Regions from separate parts of the Mus musculus genome. Here region 1 is linked to region 2. Evidence: chromatin contacts called from public promoter capture Hi-C data. All regions are on one chromosome and are shown on one strand. Each heading gives the region's core, a stretch centred on a gene start, on an enhancer-like site or on the middle of the called end of the contact. The rest is flanking DNA. Distances are from core to core; before and after follow the strand shown.

Region 1 (5,613 bases), core at 1,863-4,362, 8.3 Mb before region 2:
GCCCAAGGTTGATTTGAAGAGCCTTCTTCCATTGTTCTGTACCTTATTCACTGAGGCAGTTTCTCCACTCATCCCGGAGTTGCCAACATGGTCAGCATAGAGAGCAGCTTCTTCCTGGGACCCCTCATCTTTGCCTTCAGGGCCTGGGGTTACAGGTGGACTGCTGCATATATCTACCCAATATTTGCTTTTTAGGATCCCAACTCCGCTCCTCACACTTGCGGCCTATGCAGTACTATTAACCCCTGAGTCCTCTCCAGAATCCCAAAGGTTTTTAAAAACTAAGGCGAAGGAAAAAAAAAAAATCCAAGACCTTTGCCTGCATGTACAGGAAAAGACTTTTCATGTCTTGGTCATGGCCTGTCATGACGAGGATGACCTCAGCAGACCACGGGCTAATAGTTCAAAGAACAATATACCCGAAGGAAGAAGCTGATTATAGCAGTTATTAAGCAAAGACTTTTCTTAAAACATGCCATTCGTTGGCTTGTGAGATCCTTTTATTTTTTAACTTTACTGCTGATGCTAGGAAAAGCAGCAGCTTTGCCGCTTTCTCAGGGTTTACTGTGCTTGCATAATTAATACCGGCTTCAATCTGCAGTTTCTTTGAGGTTTTAAAGTCACTTAGCACTTAGTTGATGGCTAATTTAATTAAGACTCCCTGATGTAAACTTCTATACTTACAGGCTTCTTCTATACATTGTATGTCAACGAGAACCAACTGCTAAGTAAGCTGTTGGCTATCGACCTATTTACATCTGGAGACCTCTGTTGTGGAAGAAAACAAGACCAGCTTGACAAGTTCAGTAACTAGAGGCTCCCATGCTTTTCCAGATTAGAAAAGCCAAGTTGTTGTTGTTTTTTAAAATTATTTTGTTTTCAAATTAAAAAAAAAACCAACAACACACACACTCCTCCATAAAGCCCCAAGGGTCATCTTACACCTTCCACGGTATTCTCATTTCATTTAGAAAATATCAGCTCTTTCATCAACATTAAAAGCACGAATCAGTTACACAAATCAAAAGTGCATGTTGGTAACTTGATGTATGGTGATGAAATCTGTGCCTTTCTATATCACAGCCCATAGCCCAAAGGCCACAAAGCCAAGCATTCAAAAAACTTATTCTCCTGACTAGGGCATTAAAAATAGACACCAGGTAAGTAAAGAGACAAGCTAAATGATATATTCTACTTTAGAGACAGGAAACCAAACTATCTCAGAGTAGCACTGCATTTGGGAATATTTTAACGAGCGTCCATGTCATGTTTATGCCAGTCCTGATTAGATATAGGGACTATGCATACACTACATATCCACATACATAAATGCAGGTGGTATGTATTGTGATCTTTTCAAATAAAAGTCATTTTAGTATTATTTCCACCTTCTGAAAGGAGAGGAAACAGCCTTGCAACATGTTCTCTAGCTTAGGACATGGTGGGACATAGTTTTTTTAAAAATATTAAATGTTAATATTCTTCGGCTCAGTCCTATGATCATTGTAATGCATATGTGCCCATACTCATTTGAGAAGTACTTTCCCCAATCTTCGGAGATTCTCAACATTTTTTTACTAAGTAAATAAAATTAACCTGGAAACTCACAGACAAAACCAAAGTTTTTAAAAATTTAAATAATATACCCAGAGCAAGCCACTCAGTTTTACAGTGACAATAGCATACAGTGAACTCAGAAGAGATTTAGAGCAGAGCTGAGCACTTATGAGGAACTCTGATCACTTCGACTTCAGGGAGTCACACAAGAGTCGACACTGGTGAAAAGTGCTTATCAATACGACTGTTAACACTGGGCACACTAAATCTCTCAATAAAAACCGACACAGTCTACTAGCCAACTACAGCGTGGCCCAGGAACAGCTGATGATCAGAAGTGACAGCCTTTTTAGCCTGTATTTCTGAAGCACTGGCTGAGCTTATGTGGCTACTATTTTTGTGTGAATATCCAATCTTTAAGAAAATAAAATCGCAGAGCACAAACCCCACTGTGGATCAGATTTCCAGAATCTGTTTATTCAAAACTGCAGAGTGGTTGAAGGACATCGCTCCCCTACCCCTCATCACCCCCTTCCCCCGCACCACTTTAATGCCCTTGAATAGTTAGTTCTGCTATGTATACGCGGGGCAATCAGAGTATTCTGGTCAATTACAGAGTGGAGCCAATGTACCTTGAACTGAAACTTTAAAAGGGTTCATTACTTTTGAGACTTTAATCAGGCTTAGGTATGTGTGGGGCAGTCATTTAACCACACATTACTAGTCCGCCAGAAACAGCCAACATTTTCCAAAGAATAACTTTCAAGGGTGGGGCAAGAGGCAGCTGCAACATCGGAAAAATATTTAGCACCACGCCCTCCACAGAGGCCTAAATGCAGCTAAGGCTACTGTCAAATCAAGTCATTCCGAAGGTCTGCTGTCACTGTCCTCTAAGGAATCAAAAACAAGGCGGCACAGTAAAACATGTATAAAAGTTTGCACGGTGGCGGGGCAAGGGGCCCGGGGCACCTTGAGAGAGAAGGAAAGTGGTTCAGACCAGGTCCACATTCTGAGGATGTCACTCGACTGTCCCCTGGAGTTTTCTTCTCCCGACCTGGCCAGGGTCACCCGCCTCCATGATCACTGCCTCCTCCCCGGGCAGAGCATTACTCAGCACCGATAAGGACAGGAAGGCGCAGCGGGAAGGTGGGAGGGGACCTCGGCCAGCTGCTCAGGTGACAGTGGCGCCTCGGAGCCCCGCCGGCAGAGCAGCCCCGGGCTGTCGGAGGCTGCGGGGGTCCCCGGGTCGCGCCCCCGCTACCGCTTACCTTGCCGTTGCTCGGGCTGCCGTTCAAGAACAGCGTGACCCGCCGCATCGCGCCGCCCGCGCCGGGTCCTGAGGGAGCCGCCACCCTCGCTCCCGGCCCGCCACCCGCCGCGCTCCGCGCCCGCGAGACCCCTCCCGCCTCCCACCCGGACTCTCCGCCCTTCGCCACCTTCCTGGTCGGCCCCACACTCCTCACGCACGCACCCTCAGTCCCACACCCCGGGGTTGGCCGATCCTCCTTCCCACCCCGCCCCTAGGCTCCTCAGCCTGCTAGCGGCCCTTCCCCCCAACCGCGCCCAGACCGACGCTGAGCTGCGCCAATCAACACGCTGTACCGGCCAGTATTTAGCCAATCAGAGTCCGGCTGGGGGGTGGGCTCAGAGTAACACTAGACGGCGGTGGAAGGAAAGAGAGGCTGAGGGCTGGTTGACGGAATGGAGTATCAGCGAATCAGAGAAGAACCTACTGGGCAAAGGGCCGCTCTAAGCGTTACTGAGCAGGCGCACGTTGGAGTGTAGGAGTGCTCATTTGCATAAAGAGACTGGGTCTAAGGAAGAGGCGGGACGCCGAAGTCCCATAGACCAATCAGCTCCTCGCTAGGCTTTTGCCCCTTCTACTGTACCCACCCACCGAGGTAACGGTTGGTATCGGGATTGGCTAATAGGGTAAACTAGCCATCCGGCGGTTCTGTCTCGATTGGTCTAGTGATTCATTTTCGAAGTTTCCAGCAGCCAATCCAAGGTTTGGGGTGGCATTTGAAGTGTTGCTCCGCGGAACTCACTGGTAGACCCCAGGACACCTTTTTGCTGCAGCTCTGTCTCGCCAGGGTCATTTAGGGCTGGCCGTGTTTTTTCCGGGATCCACGGAGGTCTCCCTGCGCCGTTCGAAAGCACGAGGGTGAGGCCCGGAGGGAGCGGTACCCACGTCACACGTGGTCCACGGCTCGTGGGTATCCCTCCGCGGGGGCGTGGCCGCGGTTTGAATTTGCTGGCGGGCAAGTGAAGCTTGACCGCTTCGGCCGGACGTGGTGTGTCTGGTGTGCAGCGGCCGGCAGGAGGCCAGCCCGGCTCCCTTCCCCGGCCTCTGGTGCTCTCTGAAACGGAGCCTCCGCGACGCTTGTCGTAGTCGTCCGAGGGAACGCGCAGGGTCCTGGGCGGGAGAGGTAGGCCTGCTATCCGGCCGGGGTTCAGGGATGCAAAGCCCTGATAAATCAGTTCGGTCCGCTTTGTTTAGTCAATAGTACCTCCCGCCGTTTCTTTAATCAGAACGCCCCAGCCTGTGGTCCCCTGGTATTGATTGCCTTAGAGTTCTGTCACATTGTTTTTGGCTTATAGTGAGGTTATTTTTCACATTTTTTTCTCTAACTTCCTCATCTTTTAGATGGATGCGAGTTCACACGACAAGCCTCTCTCTGAATCCAAGGAGTGTGTCCTTAATAATTCTGGTATGTGGTGACCTGTTGCCCTCGTTAGATGGAAGATTTGAGTGTTTTGATGTATTAACACCCCCAATGTGCTGTCCGTTTTCAGAAAATGACGTTTTTAGATTGGGAACTGAACCGTTTGTGACTCCTCAGAAGCATGTAGCAGATGCGACTCCTAATCTTTGCACCCCTGATACCTTTAAGTCACCTTTGGACTTCACCACAGTAACCGTAGAGCAGTTGGGAATTACACCTGAAAGCTTTGTTAAGACCTCTTCCGGTAAGAGAAGTTCTTGGATTGCATAGTTTTTTTTTTCAAATTTAACAGTAACTGTAGTAGGCCCCAATTATACATGTCTGTACTGCCTGACACTCCTTCTGTGTGTATTTATGCTGACCCTGCAGACTTGCTTGTTCGGCACAGCTCAGCAAATAGAGCAATGTTTCTGAATCAGTTGTGCTTTGTGTGCACCCTAGAAAACAGTGTGTATGAAAATCAGAGGGCATTGAAAGGTAGTTGAGAACCGGTAAAAGTGACAAGGCCGTGTGCCTCATTCAAAAATCCCAAACAGAAAATTGACCCAGATAATGATTTTCTTTAGCTTCAGGAATGAAATTCCCAATGGAGAAGTAAATCTAGGGCTAGGGTTCTTTTGGGTTGTAGAATAGCAATTATAAAGAAGGATAACGAGACTGGAAGCCAATCACACCGTGAGCTAGGCGAAGCCAGAGTGACACTCATTCTCTACCGCTCAGAATTATCACATAAAAGACTGGGTCCGTTTTCGTGTGCTTAGGTGTGAGCAGAATTCAGGGTGGCGTGCTGAGGGTGAAGAAGTAGCTTATTCCAGAGTAGAAGAATTTTGAAAAAAATAAGAGCAGGGTATAGCTGGGTCTCACCAGCCCTAACCCACATCGGGACTCTGTTCCAAGGGCCACCATGAGTTTTTAGGACTGAAACTATGAATTTATAAATTAGCCACAGTAAGAGATGTGGCCTACTCATCTGTGGACAGGCTCTCAGAAGCACACCCTCTCCGAGATGCCCTCAAGCTAGATGCGTTTAGAATCAAGCTTAACCGTTGCAAACTATTCTCTCTCTACTTAGATCCCTTATGGGCCCTTACAGGAAGCACTTCTAAGCTTAGCTGAATTGCTAGCCTCACTGCTCTTGAGGCCAAAGTAAAATATTTCGAGGGAGTGACTAAGTGTGCAGCATGCCCAGCATAAGTACTGTACTCAGAGGACGATTCATGTCCTGGGCTGGATGTTGTTAGACAGTGGCTGTGCACTGCTTGCAATGGTATGCTTCCAGTTCGTAGATCGCTTTAAACTGTTCCCATGTGATAGTTTCAGAGCTTGGATG
Region 2 (5,593 bases), core at 2,365-4,864:
AGTATAGACCAGGGATTTGCTAATCTTATTCTCTGACTGAAAATAAAATAATCTTAACTGTCTCAGAAATCATGTGGGCTGTTTTTTTTTTCTCTCTCTCTCTCTCTCTTTTTCTTTTTACCTTAGAAGACAAAAGCTGATGATCAGTGCCTCAAGGCTACTCCAGTAGAAAGACAACAAAACACAGGCTCTGGGTGTTGGAGCCCACTCAGCATGAAGACTCACTGCCCTTTGCTTCTCCCTTACCTCTCTAGAAAAGAAAGCTCTTTGCACTCAAATTCTTTACTAATTGGTCTTTGCTGGTAGAAGTTTCCCACCTTCTTTGATTTCTCTCTTTCCAAATCTTTTTCCTGTCCTGAATCACTGGGGAGCAGCCAGACCTGGATTAAGTAACAGCACCAATTACTTTCAAAGAATGTACTTGTTAGTAGTGGTAACCTCTGCTGCAGCACAAAAGTACAAAGTTCTGTGTCCACAGATAAATAAAAGGCTATGCACATTATATTTGAGAGGGATAAATTCTACCCATCTACCCCACTCTATGCCCAATCAAGAGCCTTAGAGAATCATCAGGAATAGTGACAAAAGTAGTGGCAATATTACATGAATTGGTGTGACCATATAAAAAATAACTTGAAATATACTAAGGCACAAAATTCAGCTATTACCACTCGCCAATATTTTTCCTCTAGCAAAATAAATTTTACCTTTCCATTTAGGAATGCCGCATATATACATAGCATGATATAAGGTAGCTAAATCAGCTCCTAAGGTGGAGCTACTTGGTGAAAGTGGCAAAGTAAACCAGCAACAAGGACAACAAAGACTTCCCAGGAAGCCCTATATTTAATCCCTAGTATCTAAAGGGACAGGAGGCAAATAGAGCTAGGATGAGGAAGAGAGACCAGGTGCTTGCCTAGCATGCACAAGGCCCTGACCTTGACCCTAAGCGCTGTGAGAGAAGGAGGGAGAGATGATATATATGCTCCTAAAACTTTTTTTTTAACCTAAACAATCCAAATAGCCCACCATGTAAATCACACTAATTTATGGGGGTTCCCATGACATTTTAATTAATTGTGTGCTGAGTATTGAACCCAGGATTCTCTTGCGTGCTCAGTACATGATATACCAATGAGCCAGACTCTCAGCCCTTTAAAATTATTTTTAAAGGGCTAGAGATACCTTAATAAGAATTGATCATATAAAATATCATTTGAGGGACAATTTGAATTTGTATACTGTATTTTTTTTTTTTTTGGTTTTTCGTGTACACTGTATTTTTAACTTGGTACATTTACCATTTACTTTCTGGTTTCAATCAATATAAATTCATTATGGGGATAAACAGTGCAACTAAAAATACTTACAAGTCTAAAGGTCAAAATGACCAATGCTTTTGGTGACAGTCATCAATGAAATCTTAACATTTTAAAGACCTGTCTTATACCTCAATTTTCACATGCTCTAACCTTTATCCCAAACCTTTCTGCAAATTAAGAAGACCACTGGCATAGCAAGGAGGAATTTAGACTGTTCTCCCACCACTGCTATCAGCTAATCTAGAAATAAACACACTTCCCTTTACCAAACTGTTTCTTAATTCTTTTGAAAACAGGAAAATTAAGTCAGTGGGTTTATGGACCAGTAACAGTAATACAAACTGTGATCACCAACTCATACTCAAGTATGACTAATCACCCTTTCTGTTTGAGAAAAATTTAGTATGGGCTGTGACTTTAAAAAGTAAAGTAAGACCCTGGTTATCACAGACAAGGAGAAGGCAGAGAAGCTGAAGCAGTCCCTACCCCCAGGTTTGGCAGTGAAGGAGCTGAAATGAACCAGACCTCTGCATGTGACTATTAAAAACCCTGAAAAGTCAAAAAAAAAAAAAAAAAAAAAAAAGTAAAGTAAGAAAGTCAATTTTTTGTGTGTGCACTGTTTGTGTTTGGTTCTTTCTGTCACAAAATATCCCCCTCCTTTATTGTCAACTCAGCGGAATCACCAATTAACCTTGCGCACAGCTTTAATCCTAGCACTCGGGAGGCAGAGGCAGGTAGATTTCTGAGTTCGAGGCCAGCCTGGTCTACAAAGTGAGTTCCAGGACAGCCAGGGCTACACTGAGAAACCCTGTCTCGAAAAACCAAAAAAAAAAAAAAAACCAACCCACAAAGAACACACACACACACACACACACACACACAAAACAAAAAAACAAACAAACAAACAAAAAAACAAACCAATTAACCTTGAATAACTTAAGTTATTCAACCTTGAAATAAAATAAAAAGTGAAGATACTGGTGTTAAGTTTATCAAAACTGTTATAAGTGAATCACAAAATATTTGTCTCTAACAGGCTAGATTTTCAGATCTGGCAGCTTCTTTCAAATAATAAAAAAAAAAAGAATGCTTTCTACTTCCTTTTCTACTTTTTTTTCCCCAAGAGAAAACTGGAAAGAGGAAAGTACAGTGTCTTGCTCTTCCCAAACTCCAACACCCTCCTTAAATAATACCCTGTTCCATAAAGCCAGCCCGCATAGCATCGCAGACCCAGAAATGTACAAAGCTGTCATGGCTTTCTTGTTTGGTTGGTTTTGACTAGGTGCAGAAAACATATTCGACATGTGTTAAATTTAATGTGAAGCTTCACAATTTCGTTTCCAAAAGTCAACTTTAATTGCATAGATGTATTCATTTGAGTTGTATTGTTTTGGGGTTTGGTTAATTTTGATGTGTTTTTCTTTCTTTTTTTTTTTTGCAAACTTTTTTTTAAAATCAAGTTTATAATGTTAAAAATATGTAAAGAGAAATTTACAAAAAAAAAAAAAAATCAGCACCTTTGAAACTGGGGTAAGGGTGTGGCGCTCCTGTGGCAGAAAGATCCGGTCTGCCTGAGCTACATGTATACCTAGCATGAAGTGAATTTGGAGCATGACAAACACTAGTTTACTTCCCGTTTCTCCTTTTTATTTTATTTTATTTCTCTCTTTTTTTCTAACGTCATTGAATGAATGCTGGCGGCATGCTTATGAATAAAACTACTCTCACACAACCTGCTGTCCATGTATGTCAAAGGATGAACTCTCGAGAAGGGCAAAGGCTCCGCAGTTGGCCCCTGGCAATTGACAAAAAAGAAAAGTTCTCTATCGACCCGGAGGCCAGTGGTCGAGACAGCCCCCTCTCCCTTCCACGACTGGCTTTCCCGTGTTGAATCCTACAGCCAGCCTCCTTTAATCATGACAGGGGTCGGCGGTGGGAATCTTCGCGCCACAAACACTGCTGAGCAACTCTCGGAAACCAAGGGATCAGGGTTAAGACAGGAAAGCAAAGCCTGCGCCAGACTCTAATGACCAGCAAAGCCAAGCCGGGGCCACCGCCACCGCCACCACCACCACGCCTGCCTCCCAAACACAGGGAGGAGACTCCGGGCGGGCGAGAAGAATCCCCTGCTAGTTAAGTCGCCCCTTCACTCCCAACACTCCTGTCACCCCGAGGACTCTCCTTCCACACACACACTCCCAGAGCCGGAAAAGGCTCGCCGCAGCCACACACCTACCGCGGGCAGAGAGCGCTGCGCCACCACTCCAGCGAAGTGCCTCACTTGGCTGCCGAGAACCCGATTGGCCGTAGCAGTCCGCGCGAGACAAACCGAGAGAGTCGCCGACCAATCAGGAGGCCGCGCGCTCCGGCCGGCGCCGCGGGGCCGCGGAAACTGTGTGGAGCTCCCTTGGGGCTGATGTCTCCCCCGCTGAGGTGAAGCCGCCTCGGGACTGCAGACTCTGGTGCGGACAGTGCAAGGCGCGCGGGGTGCCAGGCCGCCTCAACCCGCTGTCTCAGTAGCGGGGGTGGCCGGGGCTCTCAGTCGCGTTTCCCCCACCGTCTTGCGGCGCTCACTTTCGTGGCTGGTGATTTCTGAGTAATTTGGCTATCATGGGCTGTAGACAGCGGAGCACAGACAAGATCTTCAGGACACTGGTCCATTCCACAGGTAAGGTTACACTGGCCATGAACAAATGAAATTATTTATCAGTTGAACTTGATTGGTATCTTCGGAGCGACGGACTGACTCACTACTCAACAGTCCAAGATCAATAAAGTCACTGCAGAAAGGGATATGATTGACAGATCATATGATTGGCATGTAGTAACATGGTTCTTTGCATGTTAGTGAAGAAAACCAAAGTGGAGGATTAATTTATGTTTAGTCTTAGATTTGGTAAACAGACCATTAGCTCTTCCAAATACCCTACCACATACGATAGGATAGGTTTCTATTCTTCACCAGAAGGCGTTTTGCCATTGTTGTGTTGTTTAACATACGAACACGTTAAAAATGTGCCTGACCCTGACTTACGCTCCGATTATGTCATGCCTATCAAAGAACCAACGAGATAGTGGTATCTTAGTTTTTTTAGTTTCTTTTTCCTCCAAGTAAAAAGGAAACTTAGATCTAAATGAAGTTGCCTGTATGTTTGGCCAGATGAAAGTTTGAGACTGGCAAAGAACCAAATTTAAATAAAATTCTCCTGGCAAGCTGGGAGATGGTGGCTGGGGAGGCAGAGACTAGCGGATCTCTTGAGTTCTCTCCGGATTGAGTTCCCGGAAAGCCAGGGTTACCCAGAGAAACGTTGTCTCAAAATACAAAACATACAAACAAATAAAAAGTACACTAACAGTGAAATATTAGTGTTGTCTTTGGAAGATAAGCTTTAAATTTCCTTAACTTTTTTTGGCAATTTTTTTTCTTTTGTAAATTAGCTTCCAAGCTACACTGGTGAGAGCTTTTTCTTTAGTTGCTGTTTGCTATGTGGAAGTCCAGCCTAGTAGACCAGGATGGCTTTGAGCTACTGGTCCTCCTGTCCCCACCTGCCCTTTCCTGAGGTGTCAGGCTGAGTGAGTGTACTGAGGTGGAAGTTACTAGAATCTAAGGTGGAAGGCAGCTTGGCAATGTCTCTTTGTGGCACTTGGATATCTGTAGTATTAATTTTACAGTGGAAAGGTTGCCTGGCTGAAGTACAGTGTATAGCTTATGTTTCCCTTTTAACAGTTTGCATTTCTGGTGAGTCTCATTGCCAATGTGATACATACTTCTTTTTGGCTAACAGATTTTCAAGTTTCTAAGAACATTTTGGTGTTCTGAAGCATATCACAGTTAGTGGTATATGTCAAGCATATTCTGGGCTGGAACCATAGCCCAGTCAGAATACGTGCCTTGTTTGTGCAAAGCCCTGGTTTGGAATCTGAGCACTACATAAGTCCAGTGTGGTGGCACATGCCATTGATCCCAGTGCCTAGGAGGTAGAGGCAAAAGGATCAGAAGTTTAAGGCTATACTCAGTATCATAACCAGTTCAAGGCGAGCCTTTCTCAAAAGGAAAAAGAGAAAAATTGTATTCCACTTGGTACTCAGTGGACAACAGAGTGCTTTCCTGTTTTAAGGAATTCTTGGTCATTATCACCTCATTTCTTTATTTTCCCCATAAATTACTAGGTGTGATTTTCTAGGGTTCTAAGGGGCTTTTCCCATGAGTCTGGTGTGTTATTTTCACCTAATCCGTATATTTGAAGAACATTTCTTATATCCGTGATCCC

What was found. Promoter capture Hi-C pulls out the DNA fragments that hold promoters and counts their contacts.
Region 1: a contact with region 2 is called in a promoter capture Hi-C map of pre-B cells. The contact joins the promoter of Kctd9 here to the promoter of Cab39l in region 2. A contact is called at or near these places in 1 of 39 promoter capture datasets (pre-B cells) and 1 of 484 Hi-C or Micro-C datasets (CD4 T cells).

What each region holds. Positions count from the first base shown.
Region 1 is chr14:67,713,597-67,719,209 of GRCm38.p6, reverse strand. It overlaps Kctd9 (potassium channel tetramerisation domain containing 9), which reads right to left and starts at 3,112. Exons shown (of 12, transcript NM_001111028.1): 1 at 2,826-3,112. The coding sequence starts at 2,873. Cdca2 (cell division cycle associated 2) reads left to right here and starts at 3,600. Exons shown (of 15, transcript NM_001110162.1): 1 at 3,600-3,986; 2 at 4,205-4,268; 3 at 4,354-4,527. The coding sequence starts at 4,205.
Region 2 is chr14:59,438,984-59,444,576 of GRCm38.p6, reverse strand. Cab39l (calcium binding protein 39-like) reads right to left here and starts at 3,614. Exons shown (of 11, transcript NM_026908.4): 1 at 3,559-3,614. It overlaps Gm45935 (predicted gene, 45935), which reads left to right and starts at 3,697. Exons shown (of 24, transcript NM_001320725.1): 1 at 3,697-3,990. It overlaps Setdb2 (SET domain, bifurcated 2), which reads left to right and starts at 3,697. Exons shown (of 14, transcript NM_001320720.1): 1 at 3,697-3,990.